2 separate regions of the Sus scrofa genome follow, and region 2 is linked to region 1. A link is a contact called in public HiChIP or PLAC-seq data. All regions are on one chromosome and are shown on one strand. Each heading gives the region's core, a stretch centred on a gene start, on an enhancer-like site or on the middle of the called end of the contact. The rest is flanking DNA. Distances are from core to core; before and after follow the strand shown. Region 1 overlaps ZNF395 (zinc finger protein 395). Region 2 has its middle 19 kb from the start of ZNF395.

Evidence for each region. HiChIP or PLAC-seq counts read pairs in DNA pulled down with a chosen protein or histone mark.
Region 2: an H3K27ac HiChIP or PLAC-seq map of skeletal muscle shows a contact between it and region 1. The contact joins two enhancer-like sites. A contact is called at or near these places in 3 of 5 promoter capture datasets (fetal liver and liver), 33 of 47 Hi-C or Micro-C datasets (adipocytes, adipose tissue, alveolar macrophages and 16 more) and 2 of 2 datasets of contacts at active chromatin or transcription factors (alveolar macrophages and skeletal muscle).

Annotation. Positions count from the first base shown.
Region 1 is chr14:12,165,212-12,171,335 of Sscrofa11.1, forward strand. All of the region lies in intron 1 of ZNF395 (zinc finger protein 395), which reads right to left. Among named protein-coding and RNA genes, the nearest start is that of ZNF395, 16 kb to the right of the region's middle. Within about 2 kb of position 1,555, at least 19 of the 83 cell types and tissues checked have an H3K27ac peak or open chromatin away from gene starts, as enhancers often do. A contact at or near this core is called in adipose tissue, alveolar macrophages, retroperitoneal adipose tissue and 2 more, where this site is marked.
Region 2 is chr14:12,200,593-12,207,185 of Sscrofa11.1, forward strand. No RefSeq gene overlaps it. Among named protein-coding and RNA genes, the nearest start is that of ZNF395, 19 kb to the left of the region's middle. Within about 2 kb of position 4,594, at least 71 of the 83 cell types and tissues checked have an H3K27ac peak or open chromatin away from gene starts, as enhancers often do. A contact at or near this core is called in adipose tissue, alveolar macrophages, retroperitoneal adipose tissue and 2 more, where this site is marked.

The DNA.
Region 1 (6,124 bases), core at 305-2,804:
TTTAAAAAGAAAAAACACAAAACATAAAACACAGAGGGGAAAATTTTAAATGCCTAACAGAAGCTCCCTGGTGGCTCGGTGGGTTAAGAACCCAGCCCTGTCACTGCTGTGGCATGGATCACTGTTGTGGTCCAAGTTCAATCTCTGGCCCAGGAACTTGTGCATGCCATGGGCATGGCCAAAATAAAATAAAACAAAATAAATAAAAGGCTTAACAATCCAGAAACCATTAGCAGAAGGCCCTGAATGGTTCGCCAGAAAGGGAAGCTTCATGATCATGATGCCTGAGGTGCCCATCCTGAAAGACAAGAAAAGGGCCCCTTATGTTCTCTCTCCCCTTTGAAGGCAGAGAAATGCAAGCTCCCTATGTTTTCATTGAACTGGTTAAAGGAAAAAAACTATTTGGAACTCAGCAGTCATCTGAATGAATAATCACATTCCCTGATGATGCTAAGTAAATAGACAGAGGGGTTTGCAGGGAAGGTGAGAGCCACCTGCTGACTTTCCTGGCTGGAATAGTAGTAATAAAGTAGTAATAAAGGCAGCAGCCCTCTCCCAGGGTGCATTATCAGAGCACACAGGTCTACAGGTGCCCAAGAAAGCAGCCACCTGGTCCGGGGGCCCGGCCAGGAGTGGGCGAGCCAAAATGATAGACGGGAGACCAGGCACGTGCAGACAAGAAGGGCCAATGAGAGACATCCATCCAGAAAGAGAAACAGGGAAGGGAAGGGACCGAGGTGCCCTGATAACCCTCAGGCATCCAAGTCTCAAGTGGGAGCTACAACACTGCCAAACGTAAGCCAGTGGGAAATAAGCTGGAATCTTGGAAATTAGAAATCACAAAATAAGAATCACATGCTGGTGCCGTGAGCTGTGGTGTAGATTGCAGACGCGGCTCAGATCCCGCATTGCTGTGGCTCTGGCGTAGGCTGGCAGCTACAGCTTGGATTTCGACCCCAAGCCTGGGAACCTCCATATGCCCTGGGTGCGGCCACAGAAAAGACAAAAAAAAAAAAAAAAAAAAAAAAAAAAAAGAATCACGTGCTGGGAGTTCCCATTGTGCCTCAGCAGGTTAAGAACCCGGCATAGTGTCCCTAAGGATATGGGTTAGATCCCTGGCCTTGCTCAGTGGGTTAAGGATCCCGCATTGCTGTGGCTATGGCTGTGGCCTAGGCTGGCAGCTGCAGCTCAGATTCAACCCCTAGCCTGGGAACTTCCATATGCCTCAGATGCGGCAATAAAAAGAAGGAAAAAAAAAAAAATGTGCTGTTGGGATGACTAGTGATTCTAGTGGCTAATAACATTTAGGAACTGAAATAAGAACTGGATACCAGAATTGGTTCCAAGACCAGGATGGCTGACTAGCCAAGATGGCAGGAGTCTGGCCAGAAGGGCAGTACCAGGCTTCCATGGATCAACTTCGAATACAACTTTTCCCTTCACTCTGACTCCCCAGTTGAGTCAGCCTTCCTGTTTCAGGATGGGGGCAGCTCCTCACGCTGTCCCGCCACCACGTCTCCCGGGAGACTGCTCTGCTCTCCCGGGACTGGAGCCAACGGGAACGCTTCCCATTCCCCAGGAGTGCTGTGGCTGAGCGTAAAAAAGGGCTGGATCACCTGCGCAACTAAAACCAGCTCCTCAAAATGGAACCAGCACGTGCAAGAGAAGCTAAGCCCGGGCACACTGCCCAGAACGCCTCTCCCAGAAAAGGGCTCCCCGCAACCCATCACCTTGACCTGTGTGAGCTTCGGCAATGAGCCACCACCTCAGAGCCTCCATTTCTCACCTCACCTGTGAAAAATAGGCTCAGTGCCCAGCATCTGGAAGGATCTCAACAAATGTGGTCCCACCCCTGTCCGTTCCCAGACTGGCGCTGGACCCTGAAATGACACAGCAGGCCACTCGGAATGCTTAATGGTCACCATCCACTGGCATCAGGGAACTGAGGTTGCAAGAGAATATTCAACCAGAACCAGTAAAACAATTGCTGACTCTGATGGGAAATCAAGAAGTGGACCAGGGGTGAGCCACTGATGAAATGAAATCATCATTTCGGCAAGATGGGAACTGAGAAACCCAACATATTCCATGTAGAGGCCAGCTGGCCACAGAGAACCAGCCCCAGGGCTCCCTGCTTGAGCTCAATGCCCAGCCAGTCAGCTCGGCTCTGCAGCCCAAAGCTGGACTCTACACGGCCTGGCCACGCACCTCGCTTTCAGCACATAGGTCCCAGCCCTGCACTCCTCTCCCAGCCAAAATCCGTCTTGGTGCCCTGACCAGGGGAATTCAAGGCCTGCTGCCAGACCTCCCGCAGGTGGAGCACGACCAGGCTCTGCGAGCAAACTCCCAAATCTGACGCGTCCATCCCGGGATCCAGCTGTCCTGGATCTGGATCCGAATTCACCCTATAGACCCACACCGAAAACAGGTCAGCACCGAGTCACCAGAAACCCGGGGGAAAGGACACAACAGAACCAGACCTCTAGTGCTTTCAAAAATCTGCTGGTATTCAACACATGTGCCAGGCTCTTGCCATGAACTAAATAATGAAGGCGCCTCGGCTTCAGACACTGCCTTTCAAGAACGTGAGGCCTCACTGAGCTCCACCTGCATCCCACACCCAGCACTTGTTTATTAAAGCACTTAACATGCTCCAGAGCGACATTCATATATCTGTGCTGTATAATTAAATGAATGAATCAGAATTTGCTTCTTTTGGGAAAAATGCAAAAAACATCCATCCAGCAATCTGACACTGAAGCCCCATTTTTAAAAAGATGGGTTTTAGGATTAAGCTCATAGATGAATGCGCATGTTAAAATTTTCAGTGTCTAACATAAGTTGAAATAAAATGTGTTATGAATCTAAGGGGGGAAAAAAATCTGCTGAGTGACTAGAGGGTGGGAAGAGACAGACACATTTCCCCCAGAAAACAGAAAGCCTAAATGAAGAGCCTCTTAGATACCGTAAGGAAGGCAGTTTAAATACATGGCAAAATGATGGAAAATGAGCACAGCTGGGGAGGCCACTCGCTCAGGGCACAGGCCACCAAGTCAGGAGCTTTCTCTCCAGAAGCCAGTTAGGGAACCTTCATGCCCCAGTAACTGAAGGTTCCTGGGGCTTAGGGTGAGTTCAAGGGTGACGGAGAGACACAGACACAGGCCAAATGAAAGGGCAACCTGGCCCCAGCTCAGGATACTGGGGCGTCCACTCTCGGATGATTTTCCTGAAAAGGACGGAGGATGAGAGCACGCTCACTGCTGAGGATATTCTCAGCCAGAGTGACAAAACAAATGTGGGTCAATCACAGGGACCACAGGGCCCCCTCAAGTGCTGATGCTGGCACACAGTAGGTCACAGCCATGGCTGGCCCCAGGATGACCCAGGAGGCTGACACCACATGGACTCCCGCCCCAAGTCAGGCAGGCAGGGAGGGTGAACATAGTTCAGGGCCAGCAGAAGACTAGACTCTTTTGAGAGTTCCCGTCGTGGCTCAGCTGAAACGAATCTGACTAGTACCCATGAGGACACAGGTTTGATCCCTGGCCTTGCTCAGCGGGCTAAGGATCCGGCGTTGCCGTGAGCTGTGGTATAGGTTGGATCCTGCATTGCTGTGGCTGTGGCATAAGCTGGTGGCTACAGCTCTGGTTCAACCCCTAGCCTGGGAACCTCCATATGCCACAGGTGTGATCCTAAAAAGACCAAAAAAAAAAAAAATACACTCTTTTTTGAGGGGAAAGGCAGTGAGCTGTTCCCAAGCCTCTGAATTGCATCTACCTGCTTTGTCAGTTGTGACAGAATCAAAGGGCAAGAGAAACACAGGCTTCTGTGCAATGCACAGCCTTTGAAAGACTGCTGGTCCTTGATGAATGTTCCAAGAGCTTTCATTTCTCAAAGATGAATGTGCCAGCCATTGGTTGAGCAAGTCACACACAGACTGTGTCTCACTGCGTCCCTCACAATAATCCCATGGGATAAGTGCCATCACCTTCTCCACTTTACAGATGCGGAGACTGAGGCTCCAGGAGGTTGAGTAACATTCCCAAGGCCACAGGGTGACAAACTGACAGAACCAAGATGTGAGTCCAAACACATCCAACTCCAAAAGCTATGCTCTTTCCACCATATTATACAGGAAAATCAGGTATCAAGTTAGAGCCTAGGCAAGATGAGGCTCCTTGTTCGTGAAAACCTGAGTCACAGAGAGGTTAGCGTGTTGGTGTGTGGGAGGGGAAATGAAATGGGCACTATGACAGCAAAGCATCCCACATGGGGCTCCCTGGGACCAGGGCTACAATTACCCCTACTTAACACGTTTACAAATATCCCAAAGAGAATGCACAGGGAAACAGCCAGGGTTGCAAACGAGCACTAACTACCCAATTTGTGAGCTTGGGCAAACTACTTTGCTCCTCTGTGTCTCAGTTTCCTCACCTGTAAAGTGAGAAAAACACTGGCCCCTACTCCAAAGGAAACCTCGAGGCTTTGATGAGATGATGCAGTTTTTTTTCAAAGAGTGCCTTGGTTGTTAAGAGTCACCTAGCTCCCCTCCCTAGAGCTTTCGATTCCCCAGGTCTGAGAGAGGAGCCCAGCAAAGAATGAGAAGAAGCACCTCCAGTGCTAAGGTCAGCAAATGTGAGCCTAAAAAAAGGCACCAAGCTCTGGGTAGTGACCAGCCAAGCTCATGGGAAGATCACAGGGAAAACTTCACTCGAGGAGGAGGAAAGCAGACAGCACAGTTTCCCATCAACAAGGGCTGTGGAATACATTTAAGAAAAAAAAAATCAAAGTCAAGGAAGAGCTCTGTGGCAACCCAGGGGCCTTGATAGCACTACAGATTGGACTGTCCCCCTACAGTGGTCACAGAGGCCAAAGAACAAACTGTTTTGTCCGGCACCACTGCAAAAACACTGAAAATAAAAACACATTGCCCGCTACTCTCTATAAACTTAGAGAATCATCCCCAGCGGGAACGCTGGTGACTGCCCATCAAGAAAGATAACTTGGAGTTCCTGCTATGGCACAATGGGCTGAGCAGCATCTCTGCAGAGCCAGGGTGCAGGTTTGATCCCCGGCCCTGCACAGTAGTTAAAGGATCCAGCTTTGCCATAGTTGCAGAATAGGTTGAAAGTGTGACTCAGATCCAATCCCTGGCCTGGGAACTCCATATGCCGTGGAGTGGACGAAAAGAAAAGAAAAAAAAGAGGAAAAAAAAAAAAGAGGGAAGGAAGAAAGAAAACTTGTAAAACTAGAGGACCGTCACCTTAATGGGCTACATGACGGGGAAAGCACACTAAGGGAGCCAGAAAGATCAAGGCCGTAGGACTCTGGGAGTATCTAGCAAATGAGGGAGATAAGATAAGGCCCCAACCTTGACCAGAGGAGGAGACGTCTCAAGAGCCCAAAGAAGGCAATATAAATGCATCACTGGCTTTGGACAGCTGTTTGGATGCAAGGGTGTTTTCTAACTTCTGCTTAAGGAATCTGAAGGCAAATGCATGTGGAATAGTTAAGGATGCAACAGGCTCTGCTCCTCACTAGCTAGGTGATCAGTGGCACCAGCATGATCCCTTCAAAAGGGACAGAGCTGGAGTTCCCATCGTGGCTCAGCAGGTTAAGAACCCGACTAGTGGAGTTCCTGTTATTGTTACTAGTGGTAATGAGCCCAACTAGCATCCATGAGGATGAGGGTTCAATCCCTGGCCTCACTCAGTGGGTTAAGGATCCAGCCGTGAGCTACGGAGTAGGTCACAGATGCAGCTCAGATCCCGAATTGCTGTGGCTGTGGTGTAGGCCAGCAGCTGTAGCTCTGATTCAAACCCTAGCCTGGGAACTTCCATATGCCACAGATGCGGCCATAAAAAGAAAAAAGAAAGAAAGGGGACAGAGCCAAGCCTCCCTTGCCTGGCTGGCTAACGCATGGTTTGGCCTAATATGATGAATTTTCATGTTTCCTACAAGTTCTCCGAGATCCAGAGATGATGACAAGAAGTGTAAATACAGAAAGCCACACATCATCCTTCTCCTAACAAAATGGAATTGTTATTAGGAGTCACACGACAATGTTCTAGGGTTTAAAAAAAAAAAAAAAAATGAAACGGAACACTAAAGTGCTTCTAAATGC
Region 2 (6,593 bases), core at 3,344-5,843, 38 kb after region 1:
TGCAGAACCTCCCTCATTTCCTTTTTCCCATTAATTTTCTTTTTAATCAAGCAGCCACAAAAAACCCCAACTCCATAAAGATAGGATGTCATCAAAAGGAATGTAATACAATCTTATGTTGAAATTGTGGATTTCCTTTAACAGTGTGCAACTGGTGTTACCTGTCACTGTGTTTCCTTCAACAGTTTAAAATATTCCGGTGTTCCGCAGGCTCGGCAAAAAAAAAAAAAAGAAAAAAAAATCCCAAGGTGCTCTTGTGAATTTTCTGCAGCACCCTGGGGTGACCTGGCACACCATTTGGGAACCATGGGATTAAGGACCCTGTTAGCGGCCATTTCAGGAAGCAGCCAGAGGGCAGCAGAGTTCTCTCCCATAGACTGGGGGAGGGGGAACCAACTGCACCTTTGTTCACTGCCTGCCACAGTTGTTATTACTTAGTTGTGCACAGGAAGTCTTCCTGAAGTTGCTCTTCCTGCTGTCTGTCCTCTCTAGGTTGTGGCTATTTACATGACATTAACAATGCAAGGAATAATGATGGTTCATTGGGAGGGCTGGGCTCCAATTCCAGATCTGCCACTTTCGAGATCCAATACCTTGACCATAACCTCTTCTTTCCAGAGTCTCTTCCAGATTTAAATATTTATGAATCTACCCTCACATTTTCTCCTGAGAAGGCAAAGTTTTTAATGCACTTGATTTTAAGTTGGCCTCATAAGAATTGAAAGAAAAGCAATATTTCTTCTAGGAGTTCCCGTCGCGGCACAGTGGTTAACAAATCTGACTAGGAACCATGAGGTTGTGGTTCAGTGGGTTAAGGATCCGGCGTTGCCATGAGCTGTGGTGTAGGTCGCAGCCGCAGCTCAGATCCTGCATTGCTGTGGCTTTGGCCTAGGCCGGCAGCTACAGCTCCGATTGGACCCCTAGCCGGCGAACCTCCATATGCCGAGGGTTCGGCCCTAAAAAAAAAAAAAAAAAAAAGTAAAAAGAAATATTTATTGTATTGTATACATCCTGCATGCTAGGAAGCTGGGGAATGTTCCATCTTTAAATCAAATAAAAATCCATTTTCACATCAGGCAAATTTATGAGGAGGGCAGAAAGAACAACAAAAAGCTCTGTGCAGGGGGCTTCTGGGGTGATGGCAATGTTTCTTGATCTGAATGCAAGCAACTGGGTGTGCTCAGTTTGGGAAAATTCATCAAGATGTACACTTTTTGAAGTTCCTGTTGTGGCTCAGAGGTAACGAACCCAACTAGTATCCATGAGAACGTGGGTTTGCTCCCTGACCTCCCTCAGGGGGTTAAAGATCTGGCATTGCCCTGAGCTGTGGTGTAGGTCATAGATGTGCCTTGAATCTGGAGTTGCTGTGGCTGTGGTATATAGGCCTGCAGCTGCAGCTCCACTTCAACCCCTAACCTGGGAACTTCCATATGCCATGACTGCAGACCTAAAAAGAGATAAAAAAAAAAAAAAAAAAAATACATGAATATAGCTAACTTCAGAGATAAGGGCAGGACAGGAAGCTACAGGTGAGACAGCAGGAATGAGCTGAGTTTATGGGGCTTTAAATGCAGGCCAGCTTAATAGAGAGAATATGGTAAAACCACATGATGACAAATTTGCAGCCCAGTAGAAGTAAACCTGAAAAGTGGTTGCTGCTTGCTTTATGTTTTGATCCTAGCAGTGCTGTGCTGTGATTGGGCTGACACAGCTCACAGGGTTTAGAATTTAAGTGTGGATTTTTTTTTTTCACATTGACTCTCTCTCCCCAGTGGTGCAAAGAGGGAAAAGAGAAAGCAGCATTTGTTATCAGTTACAGAGTATCAAGGAATCAGACAAACCACTTTGACCTCAGTTTCCTCATCTGTAAAATGATGAGCCACAATACAACCTTCTCAAAGGGTGACTTTGACCTAACACTCAGAGGATGCAAGCTCAATAGAGTGCTATTATTATTTACTCTTATTGCAATGCTGAAGCTCCAAGAAGTCACTTAGAGTCCCTTCAGCCACTTTGATTTGGGGGGTCTAGTACTGTGACTTGCCAAACAGTCCTGAGTGAAGAGGCACTCAGTTCAAGATTTTTTCCCCATCTTGGCATTCTGCATTTACCTTTCTTACAGCACTTGTCCATTTAAATTTTAATTTTCTGTGAGATGAGGCAAGAGTGAGGTCACTTGTATGCATAATGCTGCTTCTTTTCTATTTTATTCTCTAAGGTCAGAGCTATATGGGACTTTTAAAAATTGAAATATATTTGACATATAACATTGTGTAAGTTTAAAATGTAAAGAAGTTCCCTGGTGACTTAGCAGGTTAAGGATCTGGTGTTATCACTGCTGTGGCTCCAGTCACTGATGTGGCCTGGGTTTGATTCCTGGCCTAGGAACTTCTGCATGCCCAAGGTGTGGCCCAAAATAATAATAATCATAAAATGTACAGCATGTTGCTTTGATACATTTATATATTGCAATATGATTGCCACTGTAGAATTAGCTAGTGCTTCTATCTCATCGCAAAATTATCATGTCATTTTTGTGGTGGGAAGAATTAAGATCTAGTCTCTTAACAAGTTTGATGTTTCCAATATTGTCTATAATCATTATACTGAGCAGTAGATCTCTAGGACTTTTTCATCTACTAGTTGCACATCTTTACCCTTACACCACATCTCCCCTACTCCCCAGCCACTGGGAACCATCATTCTACCCTCCATTTTTACAAGTTCAGCTTTTTAAATTTTTATTTTATTTTTTGATTTTCAGGGCCATACCCCCTGCATACAGAAGTTCCCAGGCTAGGGGTTGAATCAGAGCTACAGCTTCGGGCCTACACCACAGCCACAGCAACACCAAGCAAATCTGTGACCTACATCACAGCTCATGGCAATGCCAGATCCTTAACCCACTGAGCGGGGCCAGGGATTGAACCCACGTCCTCATGGATACTAGTGGGGTTCCTCACCACTGAGCCACAGCTTTTTTTAGATTCCACATGTAAGTGCTATCATACAGTATTTGTCTTTCTCTGGCTGATTATCCCACCTCACATAATGCCCTCAAGGTTAATATAACATAGATATTTATCTATCTATCTCTCATACATCTTTGTTCGTCTCTCTACTGGTACTTAGGTGCTTTCCCCAGGGAAACAAGGAATTCTTAATAGTAATAATTATTTAACACCTGAGCTTTGGCTTCTTATTGGCCTGATCCCATGGGATCCACTGCATCTATTAGCAGGTGGAGACCCAGAGCAAACTCACTGAAGGAACCTCACCTGGAGGCAGGAGGGCAGGGTTCTGGAAGAGATATTTCTGGTTGATTCCTCTTCTATGTTTAAGATACACTTTAGTGGAATAGAAAATAATGGGGAGGAAGTCCCCTTAGTGGTGCAGTGTGTTAAGGATCCCACGACTTCACTGCTGTGACCTGAGTCACTGATATGGCTTGAGTTCAGTCCTTGACCCCAGAATTTCTGAATGTCGGGTACAGCTCCCCCAATAAAAAAGAAAGGAAAAAAAAAAGAAAGAAAGAAACTGAAAAACAAGATCTGGCTAAGGTCCCCAATTGTCTGAATGTCTGAGTCCAGAAGGCTCTGAATTTTTTTTTTACATGCTTAATGAAAGGAGGCAGGTAGAGTAGAGGTTCGGTGCCTGGAAGGAAGAATGGGTTACCTATCTAAGACCCGGGGTGGTCCTTCTCTGATCAATATTCACAGGTGTAGTAAGACTGGCCATTCAATGTATCTGGAAATAGAAATTTAGTATCATCCTTGTGGGGAACAATTTAATATTCAGAATCAAGAACTTTTAAAATATTTTTATCCTTTGGATCTTTAAACAATCAAAATGGTTACATTTTGCTCCAGCTATACAATGTTAGAACCATAAAAAAATGATGTGTTCAAAGAAATGAGGGACCTGTGTGTTAAGCTACTAAGCACAAAAAACCAGATGCTAAGTAACTTGCACTGAATTATCAATTATGTAAAGAAAAATATACATGGCCACAGGTGAGGAAACATCACAGTAAGTCACATGTTTGCTTGTGACTAGTGGTTATGGTGTGTCTGGGGTTTTCTTTCTCGCTCTTTTTTTTTTTTTTTTTTTTTGTCTAATCAGTTACACTTTGCTATACTTGCCACAGTTTATACAGTAAACACATATTACTCTGATTATATGGTGGCAGGCGGAGGTTGAAACTGACCTCAAATCTCCTCAGTTTCCTTCCCAACTCTTTGAATCTGGTTAATTTCCCCTTCTTAAAAGTGTTGAAGCCTCCGCAAGGCTTTTCAAGCCCCTAGACCAGCTGGGGAGGCTGGAAGGAAGATTCGAGAAAGGCCAAGGCGAAGCTGGCAGGGCGGTGTCAGGGAGGGCGGGCTTCCGCGCGTTCTTTCCCCACCGCGGGCGCCGCCGGGGCCGTCCTGCCTCGTGCGTCCCCACTCGTACGCGCTCGGAGGTGCTGCGCCCGGGACGCGCCGTGGACGCGCGTTGGGACGGCTGCCAAGGCCCTGGGCCTCCTGCCCGCCTGCGGGCGTCTCCGCTCCGCCTCTCCGCGGGCTCAGCGCCCAAGAGCCGGCTACGGCCGGCGGAAGCGCCCGGGGCCCGGAGGCAGCACAAGGCCCCTCCCCGCCAGCTCAGCCTCCGGGAGCGCGGGCCGGGAGGGCGGTGGCGCGGACGTGCCCGGGCCCACGGAGGCCTCGGTGCACCACCCCAGGAGCGCCGCCGGCGGGTGGGGAGAGCGGAGGGAACGCCAGTAGGGACTGGGAGGCCGGGCGGCCCCGCAGCCCCGACGCTCGGCCTTCCCCGCGGCCCGCGCCGCCCCTTTGTCCCCGAGTTGTGCTCGGCGCGCGGTGGGGAATCGCATCTCCGAGCTGTGTGCGCCCTTCTGCGCCGGGTGGACGGCCTCTCCCCGTGTGCGCCCGAGAGTCTGGTCCTGCGGGTTTTCTACCAGCCCGATCGTTAAGGCCCGCTCAGTCCTAGGCACCAGATAAGGTTTTAAGTCCGCATTTAGTGTGTCCTCAACCTGTTCCCAAACCTCCTTGGCCTCGGCGTCTGTCTTTCTACCTCGACTTTCCTACTGTCCGACGGCTTGTTCAAGGCTGTCTGCTGCCCCCAAGGCTTTGAACCTTTCACCTCTTCTGTACAACCACCCTCGTTCTGCAGCTTCGGTAACATCCTCCCAAGGCCCACTACCCTCTGCCAACACACAAGCACAAGGCTAAGGGAAGTTTTCACCTGTGCTTTGCCCCCGGGGACAAGATACTGCTCTTTCACTGTCACTGACAAATATTCCCAAAGAAAAGAATAGTTTACACTTGCTCTGCCACTCCAGCTACATAATTTGTAGGGTCAAGGGCAAAATGAAAAGGCAGGACCTCCTTCTCAGAAGTTAAGCATTTCAAGAGCATTAAATCAAGCCTGTGACTCTTCTACATGCAGGACCCTGTGTGCCTACACAGGTATGCACCCAGGAAGCCGGCCCTGCCAGTACTCTTTGTATCCACAAGCCTAAGCCCTAACCTCCCCATTCTCACCCCCGCCCAGCCGGGCCCATCAATATTTGTAGAATGTCTACAAGAACAAACGGATACTCTCTTCTTTGGCTGGTTATCAGAAGTAGGGAACTTTCCTTGGTCAGCCATCTCTACTTTCTTTGCAGTACTTGACATGGCCGACTCTTTTGCTTATAAAACCCCCTTTTCCTTTGGCTTCTGTAACGCTGTGCCACTGGATTTCCCTTGCCCTCTGATGCATTCCTTTAAAGAACCTGCAAAGCCAGGTCCTTTGCTGGCTTGGTTTCTCCTTCTATTGTGAATCTGTTCATGCATGGTCCAAAGGTTAGGCCCCCAGTCCCTCTTTTTCTTTCTAATTCCTGTGGAGACATTATCATCCCGTTTCAGTCACCTCTTTTGCATGTAACATTCCCAGCCTTTACCTCTGCCCAGATTTTCCTCCCAGGCCCTAGTCTTGCTTTTCTAACCCATAGGTGTCCTGGCAACTCAAATATTAACAAGACAAAAATTGACTCTATGGAGTTCCCATAGTGGTGCAGCAGAAACAAATCTGACTAGGAACCATGAGGTTGCAGGTTCGATCCCTGGCCTAGCTCAGTGGGTTAAGGATCCGGCGTTGTTGTGAGCTGTGGTGTAGGTTGCAGACATGGCTCAGATCCTTTGTTGCTGTGGCTGTGGTGTAGGCTGGCAGCTATAGCTCCAATTCGACCCCTAGCCTGGGAACTTCCATATTCCGCAGGTGCCCTAAAAACCAAAAAAAAAAAAAAAAGAATCTATGTCTCTTTGCCTCTTCCTTCCCTCCCTCCTTCCTACATTCTTTTGTGGCAGCTGAGGATAAAGTAAACCAAACCTGGGATCCCAGTACAGCTATTCAGGAGGTACTGCCATGAAAGCCAGGCTTGCCGGCACCCTTTCAAGGTGTCTCTTCACACATTTTACTAATTACATAGGGAGAGAAAAGTCACTTTACTATCCAGAAAACTGGCAGATACCATCTTAAATCATGAAAGTTAACACTACAAGTAATGAGCTAAATCATTTTGTGCACCATCTGATGATGCAGTGCACTTCTGGTCC